3 separate regions of the Mus musculus genome follow, and all the other regions are linked to region 2. Evidence: chromatin contacts called from public HiChIP or PLAC-seq and promoter capture Hi-C data. All regions are on one chromosome and are shown on one strand. Each heading gives the region's core, a stretch centred on a gene start, on an enhancer-like site or on the middle of the called end of the contact. The rest is flanking DNA. Distances are from core to core; before and after follow the strand shown. Region 1 holds the start of Yaf2 (YY1 associated factor 2). Region 2 has its middle 52 kb from the start of Gm41388. Region 3 overlaps Prickle1 (prickle planar cell polarity protein 1).

Region 1 (3,248 bases), core at 136-2,635, 850 kb before region 2:
TTAAATATTGCTACAAATCACTGTAGAAGTGGATTTAAAGGCGGCCTTCCCAAGGGAACTATGACCAAGTGGAGACAGATCAAGAATGCTACTGAGTTCGAATTTCCTAAATTTAACTCTTTTAAATGGTTTTTTTTTTTTTTTTTGGAAAGACAATTATAATACTATATGCCTACCATACAACAAATCCAGGGCCGGCAACAGACAAAGATCATGTCATCTCGTTTGTGTAAAAATATCCAGGCACTGGAGTAAAACTGCGTTGCTGGGTTCACCTCCCAACCAACTACTTAACTGTAAAAAATTATTACAGAAATAGAACAACAACAAAAAAAAACCCAGACGCGAAACCTTGGCCTGACCCTTTCCGGACATCCGTTACTAAGAAAGTTTAATCCATTACGATCCTACAAGCGATACTTTTTCCCCAGGGGGACCGAGTGACATCGCGGCCTTTCCTCCGTCCCCTCCCCCGCCCCGGCTCCCCGTCCCCGCCCCCTCCCCGCACACTAACACCACAATGCGACCAGCGATCACGGTCTCTGCGCCCGGCTGGGGAGGGGGCACCGCACCGGCCACGCATGGAACGGCACGGCACGGCAGCGGCCGGCGACCCCCATGGATAATTCATCCTCCGCAGCAGGCGCCACCGCCGCCGCCACCGAGCCCTCGCCGCCAGCCGCGGCTCAGCCGGGTCGCGCCCCACCGCGGCCGCCGCCTGGCTGGCCGCCCCGCCGTCCCGCGTCGCGCGGGGGGCCCCGCGGGGGATCCACGGGCGCGCCGGACTCACCGGGTGGAGGTGCCCTTCCGCACATCGCACATCATGCACTTGAAGGCCTCGGCGCTGTTCCGGAAGGTGCAGACACTGCAGTCCCAGTAGCCCTCATCCGAGGCGGGCTTCGGCTGCCGCTTCGGCCTGCAGGACACAACCGGACACGACGCAGCGCGGGGTCAGCCGCAGGCCGCGCCCGGCCCCGCGCCCCGCCCCGCCCGGCCCGCGACCCCCGCCCCGCCCGGCGCCGCGCGGGGGAGGGGAGCGCGGCCGCTGACCCCGGCCGCCATCGCGGCCCATTGTGGGCAGCCGCGCGCCCCGCCGCGCCGCGCCGCACCCCCTCTCCCCACACACACGCGCGCGCCCCGCGCCGCGCCGCTCCACGCCACGCCACGGGACCCCGGGCCGCGGGCGCTCCGCCGGCGGGCGCCCTACCTGGTGGGGCTCTTCTTGTCGCCCATGCTCGCTGCCGACGCGCGCCGGTCTGTCAGCGCCGGGGTGAGGGGCCGGCGGAAGCGCGGAGGCGAGGGGGCGGGGAAGGCCGCGCCGCGAGCTGCAGCCGCCGCCGCCGCCGTCGCCGCCGCCGCTGCCGCCGCCGCCGCCGGATCCCACGCAGCCTCCAGCTGTCGGGGAAACTCCTGCCTGCGCGCACGTGACCCGCGCCGGCCAACCAGCGGCCGCGCCGGAGACTTCAAACGCGGGGAGCGCGGCCCAGCACCGGCGGCGAGTTCGCGGCGCCGCCTCCCTCCAGCTCGCCCGCCCGCTGGCTGCCCCGGAGCGCTCCGGCCGTGGCTCGCACGCCCCGAAGGGCGCGATGGCAGGCGCCCGCAGACACGCGTGCGCCCGGCGCGGCGGGGACTGTCATCCTTCCTTCTGGGGAAGCGACCCAGAGGCTCGGGAGAGGTTCGGTGCCCTGCTCTAGCTTACATAATTCAAACGTGACGAAACCAGGGTCTGATCCGGTTTTAATTGCAGCGGCGTCCTCCTGGCCTCACGGGGCTCTGCAGTGGCTTGTTATAAAACGGACGCTCGTGAGCCTACGTAAGGCAGACGAGGTTGCTTGTGCCCTGGACACCACCTCCCCGAGTCTCCTTACTCCAGCCTGTCGGGGATACACACCTCGCCTGCTAGACCCAAACAGCCATCTCGCTGGTCCTTGAAGCTCTGCTTCCCACCTCGCCGATCTGGCGGGTACCCCACAACCAGAGTTAGCTTGACATCCCTCTGATCGAGGGGCGACTTTAGCATGCCAAGTCGGTGAACCGTCATCAGGAAAGCTGCCCCTGAAGAAAGGAGAGATGAAATCCATCCCTTCTCGGAGCCCTGCCTTCTTCTGCCTTATTTGGGTGTGCTGATGGAGGCGTTGTAGCCTCCGCATCAGGCTTAACTAACTGAAGGGGACCCAGTTCAGGCACTGCGTACTTAACAGTTGATCTGACTGTGTGGCTCCTGGGATACTATAAGGTTGTTTAGAAAATGTATCCAGCTGGGCCAGAGCAGGATGGAGCAAATTTTCATCATGATACTCAGAGTGAGATGGCAACTAAAAACTTGAGGAGTTAACTGTTTAGGAAGTCCTTAATATTTTGAACTATATCGTCTGTGGGTAATTGAAACAGGAAAGCAAAACTCCAGCAAAAGGGAGACTACTGTATTGATGTGTTACTTACCAAACAAGAGTTAATAACCAAACTGGAGGATGCTCTCCTTTTTATCATTGGGAATATGATATTAATTGGGGTAATTAAGAGGGAAATAGGCTTCAAGCTTCTGAGAAAAGAAAGTCAAAATGAATTATAGCAGAACGGGTGGGAGTATACAGCTCAGAGATGGAGCACTTGCACAAGGCACTGAGTTACTAGAAATTTGGAAAAGCATTTAAAAGATTGTTTTATGTGGGGTTTGCTTGGGTGCTTAGTATTACTTTATTTTTGCAGAATAGAGAGTCTGACTTAGTTGAGTGTAAAAGTTATATATTAGAGGTTGCGTTAATTTTCCAAGATAAAAGAGGCTGAGTGGTTTATGCAATGGAAATGTTTTTTCCCATAATACTGGAGGCTCCGAGTAGAAGATAAAGATGTCAGGGCTGCTTTCATCCAAGGCTCCACTTTGCTTGCAGATAGCCATCTACCTAGGTCCCACCTTCAAAGGGACATCTTTGTATGTGAGTGCCTGTATCCTAATCTCTTTTTATCACTTCTGCCTATGCCATGCTCTCTTATAAGGACGTCACTCATTGGATTAGCACCTACATTAATGATCTCTCTCTCTCTCTCTCTCCTTATATAGGCATCGGTGTTTCTCCTCCATGTATGACTGCGTGCGTGTGATGGTGTTGAGTCCCCTGGAACTAGAGTTACAGTTTTTTGTTGTTGTTGTTGTTGTTTGGTTTTTCGAGACAGGGTTTCTCTGTATAACCCTGGCTGTCCTGGAACTCACTTTGTAGACCAGGCTGGCCTCGAACTCAGAAATCTGC
Region 2 (3,524 bases), core at 865-3,364:
AAGCTGTATGTGCCCACAGTCATTACCCTGCCAGGAAGCCTCAGTTGCTAAGTTTGTGTTAGGTGCATTCATTGACGCCTAAACCAACGGGAACACAAAACTGGCAGCCTTTAAGGCCAAAGTCAAATGCTGTACTTCTAACTTATGAAATGTTCCTTGACTCTGAAATAAAGACAAATAAACAAACAAACACACAGGCCCACAGTAATTCCCTGGAACAGCTTCTTAACTTTGTTATTTTATTGTATTGTATTTTATATTGCTTTTTTTATTTATTTACATTTCAAATGTTATCCCCTTTTCCTGTTTCCCCTCCACAAACCTCCATCCCACTCCCCTTCCCCCATGCTTTTATGAGGGTGCTCCTGCACCCACCCACCCACCCTCTGCCACCTCACTGCCCTAGCATTCCCTTTGGTTGGGTCACCGAGTCTCCAAAGTAACAAGGGCCCCCCCTCCCATTAATGCCAGATAAGGCAATCGTCTGCTACATATGTGGCTTGAGCCATGCGTCCCTCCACGCGTACTCTTTGGTTGGTGTTTCAGTCCCTGGGAGCTCTGCGGTGGGGGTTGAGGTGGGGTTGGTTGGTTAATATTGTTCGTCCTTCTTAACTCTGAAACTAGCATCGTTGTAGTTAATTCTTATCTGTTAGTGGTTGAGAATAACAGCCTGCAGGTCAAACCTAGACAGTGTCTGGTTTTGAACCTCATGACCCAAGGGTCATGCTTGAAGGGCTCACTGTAAGCAGTGGGAGCCTACATAATAGTCACGCGTCTGCTCTTTGACTTCCAGATTCAAAAATAGTTCTGGAAACTGGAGTGGTGACTGTTTTCTTTATCACTTAACATTTAGAACACTTTTCTCAATCACTACCTTCATGGGTCACCTTTGGTGACACCCTGAAGAATGAAGAACCAGAGAAGCACCGTGAAGTCTAAAATTGGCTTCAGATAAAGCTAAGCAAAATGATGACCATACACCGTTCTTTGCTTTGGCAGCCAGGATAAAAGTGCGTATGGCTGTGCGTGGCACACACACAGGCTGAGAAAGCCTGGTTTCTCTAATTATTTTTTTTTTCTTTTTTAAAGCAAGGCTCCAGTATGTCATTTTGACTGGCCTGGAACTCATAGAGATCTGTGTGCTTCTGCTTCTCAAGTGTTGGGATTAAAGGCATGTGCCAACATGTCCACTCTCTGGTTCGTAATATAAAAATGATCATCAAGGCATTTCCCAAATATATACTTCATGCTAATTCTTCGGCAAACTACCACTCTGAATTCTGTTGGAGCAGAATGACTTTAAAAGTAATTTAGGTCAACATAATAGCATGCTTTGCCTTTGGGTAAGAAAAACACATTCCTAAGATATAAGGGGAAGATCGAATTATTAAAATAACTCAAAAATGACTCATTATTTAAGTGAAGTTTCTCTCAGAGAACAAGCACTGACCACCTAAGTTGTTAAAAATGAGAATTATTTTTCTTAAACTTTTCTCATCTTCCCATTTGTCATTTTATTCATGTCAGTCAGGGAAAGAATTACAATGGCTTCCTGAGATCCGGGAACATTCTAGGTGGTTCCTCTCCGTGTCTGACTTGTGCTCATCTGGGTCTCTGGGCCTCTGGGACTCTATAAGCTTTCTAATACCTGTGTGGATGTCCATTGTCGGAGCTGTGTCAGACTCAGGTGTTCACGTTAGACATTTAGAGGGCAGCCTTAAGCCAGAATCAACGGCCTCGTCTTTCTCACAAAGTCTTTTATATCTTATAAGAAAAATTACACTGTTTGAAATGAAAGACTTTTCAACATTAACTTCTAGTCAAGTCATCCTAAAAGATTTATTTCCTCAATCGAAGGAAGACAGGGCTTAAATGCAAATATGGTGCCATTTGGAAAAACTTCCTTGGACAAATGCATGTGCAGGTGATAGCTGCTCTGGGGAAAGGTGGACTTCACATTCTGAAGGGAGCAGCTACTTGATGCTAAATGCACTTCCAGCTTTGCCTCTGGCTCCCAGCACCAGACAGGATATCTGAGGACACTTCACCAGAGTGGAGCAGACCGTGATTTTGTTTTGCTCCATTTAGTCTTGTGTTGGCTGCTGACATCTGTTCTTAATGTACTCCAGAATGCGGCCACTTGCATTAGGCTGCAGTGCCTGATCATTATGCCCTTTGAATAGCTGCGCTATTTTGGCTGGCGTTAATTTTGTTGTCAGAGATACAGCTGTTGTAGGAAATATTTTGAATTTTTAGTCGCAGCTGGCATTCTGAAGTGCTGGAGCTCTGAGCATGGATATCCATCCATTTTCTAAATGGGTAATGCTGGTGCTTTGAAAGGGGGCCTGTCGAAGTGGGAGGAGAATCATTAATCCGTGCTGCTTCACCCTGGGTCTTGCTACAAACACTGCCACTCACCAATCAAAATAAGCATATTGGTGTGTTTCAGGAGGCTTGCTTTTAGAATGTTGCTTCCGTCTACTATAGATTCAATGACATCATCCACAGAGAATGTGGGAACTGAAGTATTAAAGTAAGAGCATAAAACTGAACAATGAGAGGAGGGGCTTCAAGGTTGGGAGGCAGCTAATTAAGGGGAGGGATGAGTTAGACCCAACAGAATTTAATAGATATTTTTAAATTCATCATTGTTGTTAAAGGTAAGTCAAACTTACTTTACTAGTATGCATAAAAACATACAAACCCATATGTATATATATGTATGTATATATACATATATAAATATATATATATACATGTATACACATATACACATATACAATATGCGCATATACACACACATATATATAAAGAACCTGATAATGTTTTGATATGTATATGCATTATGCAGTGTTTAAATCAGAGCAAAAACACCTGTCTTCTGAAACATTCATTTTTTTTTTTTTGCTTGAAAGGAAACATTCAAATCTTTTCCAAATTAAGATGGCAACACTCTTATGTCTACTCAGTTCCATGACAGCAACCATAGCCATAGTCCCTTCCTCCTCCTATCAAACTGTAGCAGCTTCCAAAGAGTTTCATTATCAACTGTCTTACACAGACGTCCTCTAACAGACAGCATTTCCCTTAGACCAGTATCCAGGGAGTTGGTACCAACTCAAACATTAGGTTACTCATCAAATAATTTATTTTGCCGTGGAGACTTGGAATTTATTTAGTGATAATGATTTTCACTCCCTCAACATTAAAATACACCAGGGGTAAGACATCTGGACGCTTTGCCAGAAGCTACGCTTAGACAGAACCGAAATATGATCGGTACCAAGTAGCATCCCAGCAAATGTGATGAGATAAAGCAAAGGTGTTCACCAGCAATCCTTCCAAAAAGGAATGAAGTGATGGAAGGGAATATTTTGATAAGAAGATTAGATGGTAAGGTTCTTGAGTTCCGAATCGAAAATTGCATCACCCTTGCATTGAGAAACCTCTGGTACAGAAAGGTCCCTCTCACCTTCTCTTGTCCTTCTGCCCCAAAGCAGTGAATAAAAGATTGCTTCGGCCTT
Region 3 (3,237 bases), core at 329-2,828, 680 kb before region 2:
CACTGAACACCTGCAGCTCCTTCTTCTCTTCTTCGCTCAAAGACTGGCAGTACCGCACCTTCACAGGGGAGGACGGAAGTGCGTCACGGCGGGCCGTCCTTACAGCCCTTCCTTCCCAGAGTTTCAAGAAGTCAAACAGGGAAGCCTAGCTGCCCTGCCTCTAACCCTCAGTTGGCATGGCCGGGCGAAGCGACACACGCGCTTTCTATCCCAGGCACCCATGACCTAGAGACCTGTAGATCTTTGGGAGTTTGAAGCCAGCCTGGGCTACAGATCCAGATCTAGACCCTGTCTAAGAAAGAAAGAAAGAAAGAGAGAGAGAGAGAGAGAGAGAGAGAGAGAGAGAGAGAGAGAGAGAGAAAGAGAAAGGAAAGAAAGAGGAAAGAAAGAAAGAAAGAAAAAGGAAAGAAAGAAAAAGGAAAGAATGAAAGAGAAAGAAAGAAAAAAAGAAGAAGAAAGGAAGGAAGGAAAAGAAAAGGAAGAAAGAAAGAAAGAAAGAAAGAAAGAAAGAAAGAAAGGAAAGAAAGAAAGAAAGAAAGAAAGGAAGGAAAGAAAGAAAGAGAAAAAGAAAGAAAGAAAAAGAAAGAAAGGAAGGAAGGAAAAGAAAAGAAGGAAGGAAGGAAGAAAGAAAGAAAGAAAGAAAGAAAGAAAGAGAAAGAAAGAAAGAAAGAAAGAGAGAGAAAAAGAAAGAAAGAAAAAGAAAGAAAGGAAGGAAGGAAAAGAAAAGAAGGAAGGAAGGAAGAAAGAGAAAGAAAAAGAAAGAAAGGAAGGAAAAGAAAAGAAGGAAGGAAGGAAGAAAGAGAGAAAGAAAGGAAGGAAGGAAGGAAGGTAGGTAGGTAGAACGGACCTCGGTCTTTAGAAAAGAGGCGTGCTACCTGACAGAACAGGCGTGGCTTATTCTTTTCTGAATGTGAACTGACTGCAGGAAAGGATCCCACCTTTCTCCGAAGGCTGAAACTGGCTGTTTTCACTCCACATTCTACTGGCGCTCAGGTCAATCCTGAAACACCCTGAGGTGCCCACCCTGCACATGGAAGGAACCGCTCCTGATAGTTAATTGCTGGGTGGCTGAAAACACTATCAGAAACAACAAAACCCATGTGGGGCTTCCTGCTATGGTGGCGTTCTCTCTCTTCTCTAGGAAGGAAGGGAGGGAGGGAGGGAGGGAGAGAGAGAGAGAGAAAGAAAGAAAGAAACAGAGAGAGAGAGAGAGAGAGAGAAAGGGAGGGAGGGAGGGGAGAGAGAGAGAAGCTGTATTTTTAGGGTGCATTTTAAGAGAGGCCGAGCTGGGACTTCAGAAAGACCCCTCAATGCTTACTGTTTATTTTCTTTTTACTAATTAGCTTTCCTCCTGTTACTATACCTCGTTATCGTGTGGAGGCAACTGGTACAGGAGCTGTTTAATCCTGTGTTTCTCCCCAGGGCTGTTAACATAAGGAACCTTTTCCTCTGGCAAGCATGCGAAATAGAGCTGGATCTGTGGAGGCAGAAGCAGGGCATGGTGACATCAGTACACAGGAGGAAGGGCTGAGCCGCCTGCCTTTATCCTTCCCTCCTTTCCAGGGCTCGGCCTCCTGCAGCTAATGAGGGGACCAGCTGAGCCAACTCAGCAGAGGTGCAAACCTGCATCTGCTAGCATCCACTAGCATCCAGCTGCTAAATTGCTCCTCAGGAATGCAATTTGTAGTGACAATTAAGGGCACCATAAATTATGCGCGATCAAATGTGCACATTTATGGCGACTCTTCTTCCCTAGTCTTGCAAAGGTCAGCTGAGGGATCAAGGGGAGAGTGCTGGGTGACTTCTGTAAGTGACCACACAGGCTGTGTGACAAGATCCAACACCCAGCCTCTACACAAATAGACTCAGTTTTCTCTCGGAATTCTACGGTTCTCTCCAGCCTCGGCATGGCAGGCTGTCACCGGTGGGAGCTGCAGTATCCAGCTTCACTTTCCCCAAGGAAGCAGGAGAAGGGAGATGCTGAGCTAATCTGATTGTTGTCTTTTAGGAGCGTCCTAAAAGATGAACGCAGGATCCTGCATTGCTGAGATGGAACCAAAGGCATTCAAGTTAAAAAAAAAAAAAAAAAAAAAAGGAGTTTAGGGACCTGGGACTTGTCTGCTAGAAGCAGACCTACAAACACATGCCATCCAAAGACAGGAAGGATCTTCTCTACGAAACAGTTCGTCAAAACTCCACTTCCCTAACTGCTACACCAGCATAATTTTCCTTCCTGTATTGTTCTAGAAGCTTTTCCTTACGGTTACTATCATTGGATCCCATTATGGATGGTTGTGAGCCACCATGTGGTTGCTGGGATTTGAACTCAGGACCTCTGGAAGAGTGGTCAGTGATCTTAACCGCTGAGCCATCTCTCCAGGCCAAGATTCCCTATCTCAAAAGGGGTTCCCTTCCACCGCCCAAAGAACAGTAACTCATAATCAGGCACAGAACTGGTGGCATCTTCTATTCTGAAGGATACCTTTGCCTGTACAGGATCTACCAACCATTTTTAATAACCTCATCATAAGGATATTGGGAAATAAAAACAGGCAGGCAGATCGCTCCCATCTTTAAAACAGAGAAACAAAGGATGTGCCACAATGATGTGTCTCTGATCCCCACTGTAGTTGTCAAAGGCCATGTTTATCAGCAACACCACATTCCTCTTCCGTAGAGGGGCATTGTGGAGAACTGGCCTGGAGGTCGTCCTTCTATTTCCTTTTGTCCTTACTGAACCTTTGAGACATGTAATAGTGGCATACACCTTTAATTTCAGCACTTGGGAGGCATAGGAAGGCAGATCTCTGAGTTCTGTGAATTGGAGGCAAGCCAGGACTACACAGTGAGACCCCATTTCAAAAGACAAACACCCCTCCCCCACCCCACCTACCATTTAAAAACAAACAAAAAAAAAAAACAAAACTCCAAATGAGGAACGTTTCTCTTCCCTAAAAGGTGACTTGTGAAAGTCCTATCAGAAACGCCTGTGGTGCCCTGCATTTGCATTAATCACGATGGCAGAAGGAGGGCATTACTGAAACCAAACCAGACCTTAGACAGCAAAGCCAGCCAGGGAGATGAGAGGTTCCACACTTCCCTGGAAAGCACATCAAAGGGGACAGCGTTGCTTCCTACCTACCTGCTCGGGCCTGAGGCCCGGTGGGACCCATGCATACTCTTCAAGTGCACAGCCGGAATCATCATCTGATGTGGAGCTTCTCTGGCACCCGAAGA

Evidence for each region. Promoter capture Hi-C pulls out the DNA fragments that hold promoters and counts their contacts. HiChIP or PLAC-seq counts read pairs in DNA pulled down with a chosen protein or histone mark.
Region 1: a contact with region 2 is called in a promoter capture Hi-C map of second pharyngeal arch cranial neural crest. The contact joins the promoter of Yaf2 here to the enhancer-like site in region 2. A contact is called at or near these places in 7 of 39 promoter capture datasets (the 3T3-L1 cell line, 3T3-L1-derived adipocytes, cranial neural crest and 4 more) and 6 of 115 datasets of contacts at active chromatin or transcription factors (embryonic hindbrain, embryonic limb bud, embryonic stem cells and 2 more).
Region 3: an H3K4me3 HiChIP or PLAC-seq map of embryonic limb bud shows a contact between it and region 2, with 5 times the contacts expected there. The contact joins two enhancer-like sites. A contact is called at or near these places in 13 of 484 Hi-C or Micro-C datasets (the C2C12 cell line, the P5424 cell line, Th2 cells and 9 more), 11 of 115 datasets of contacts at active chromatin or transcription factors (SST interneurons, craniofacial prominence, embryonic basal ganglia and 8 more) and 1 of 9 other capture datasets (embryonic stem cells).

What each region holds. Positions count from the first base shown.
Region 1 is chr15:93,335,550-93,338,797 of GRCm38.p6, forward strand. It overlaps Yaf2 (YY1 associated factor 2), which reads right to left and starts at 1,386. Exons shown (of 4, transcript NM_024189.6): 1 at 1,208-1,386; 2 at 791-916. The coding sequence starts at 1,233.
Region 2 is chr15:94,188,042-94,191,565 of GRCm38.p6, forward strand. No RefSeq gene overlaps it. Among named protein-coding and RNA genes, the nearest start is that of Gm41388, 52 kb to the left of the region's middle. Within about 2 kb of position 2,115, at least 16 of the 459 cell types and tissues checked have an H3K27ac peak or open chromatin away from gene starts, as enhancers often do. A contact at or near this core is called in embryonic basal ganglia, embryonic limb bud, neural tube and 1 more, where this site is marked.
Region 3 is chr15:93,509,308-93,512,544 of GRCm38.p6, forward strand. It overlaps Prickle1 (prickle planar cell polarity protein 1), which reads right to left. Exons shown (of 8, transcript NM_001033217.5): 2 at 3,143-3,237; 3 at 1,364-1,477; 4 at 1-58. Among named protein-coding and RNA genes, the nearest start is that of Prickle1, 85 kb to the right of the region's middle. Within about 2 kb of position 1,579, at least 33 of the 459 cell types and tissues checked have an H3K27ac peak or open chromatin away from gene starts, as enhancers often do. A contact at or near this core is called in embryonic basal ganglia and embryonic limb bud, where this site is marked.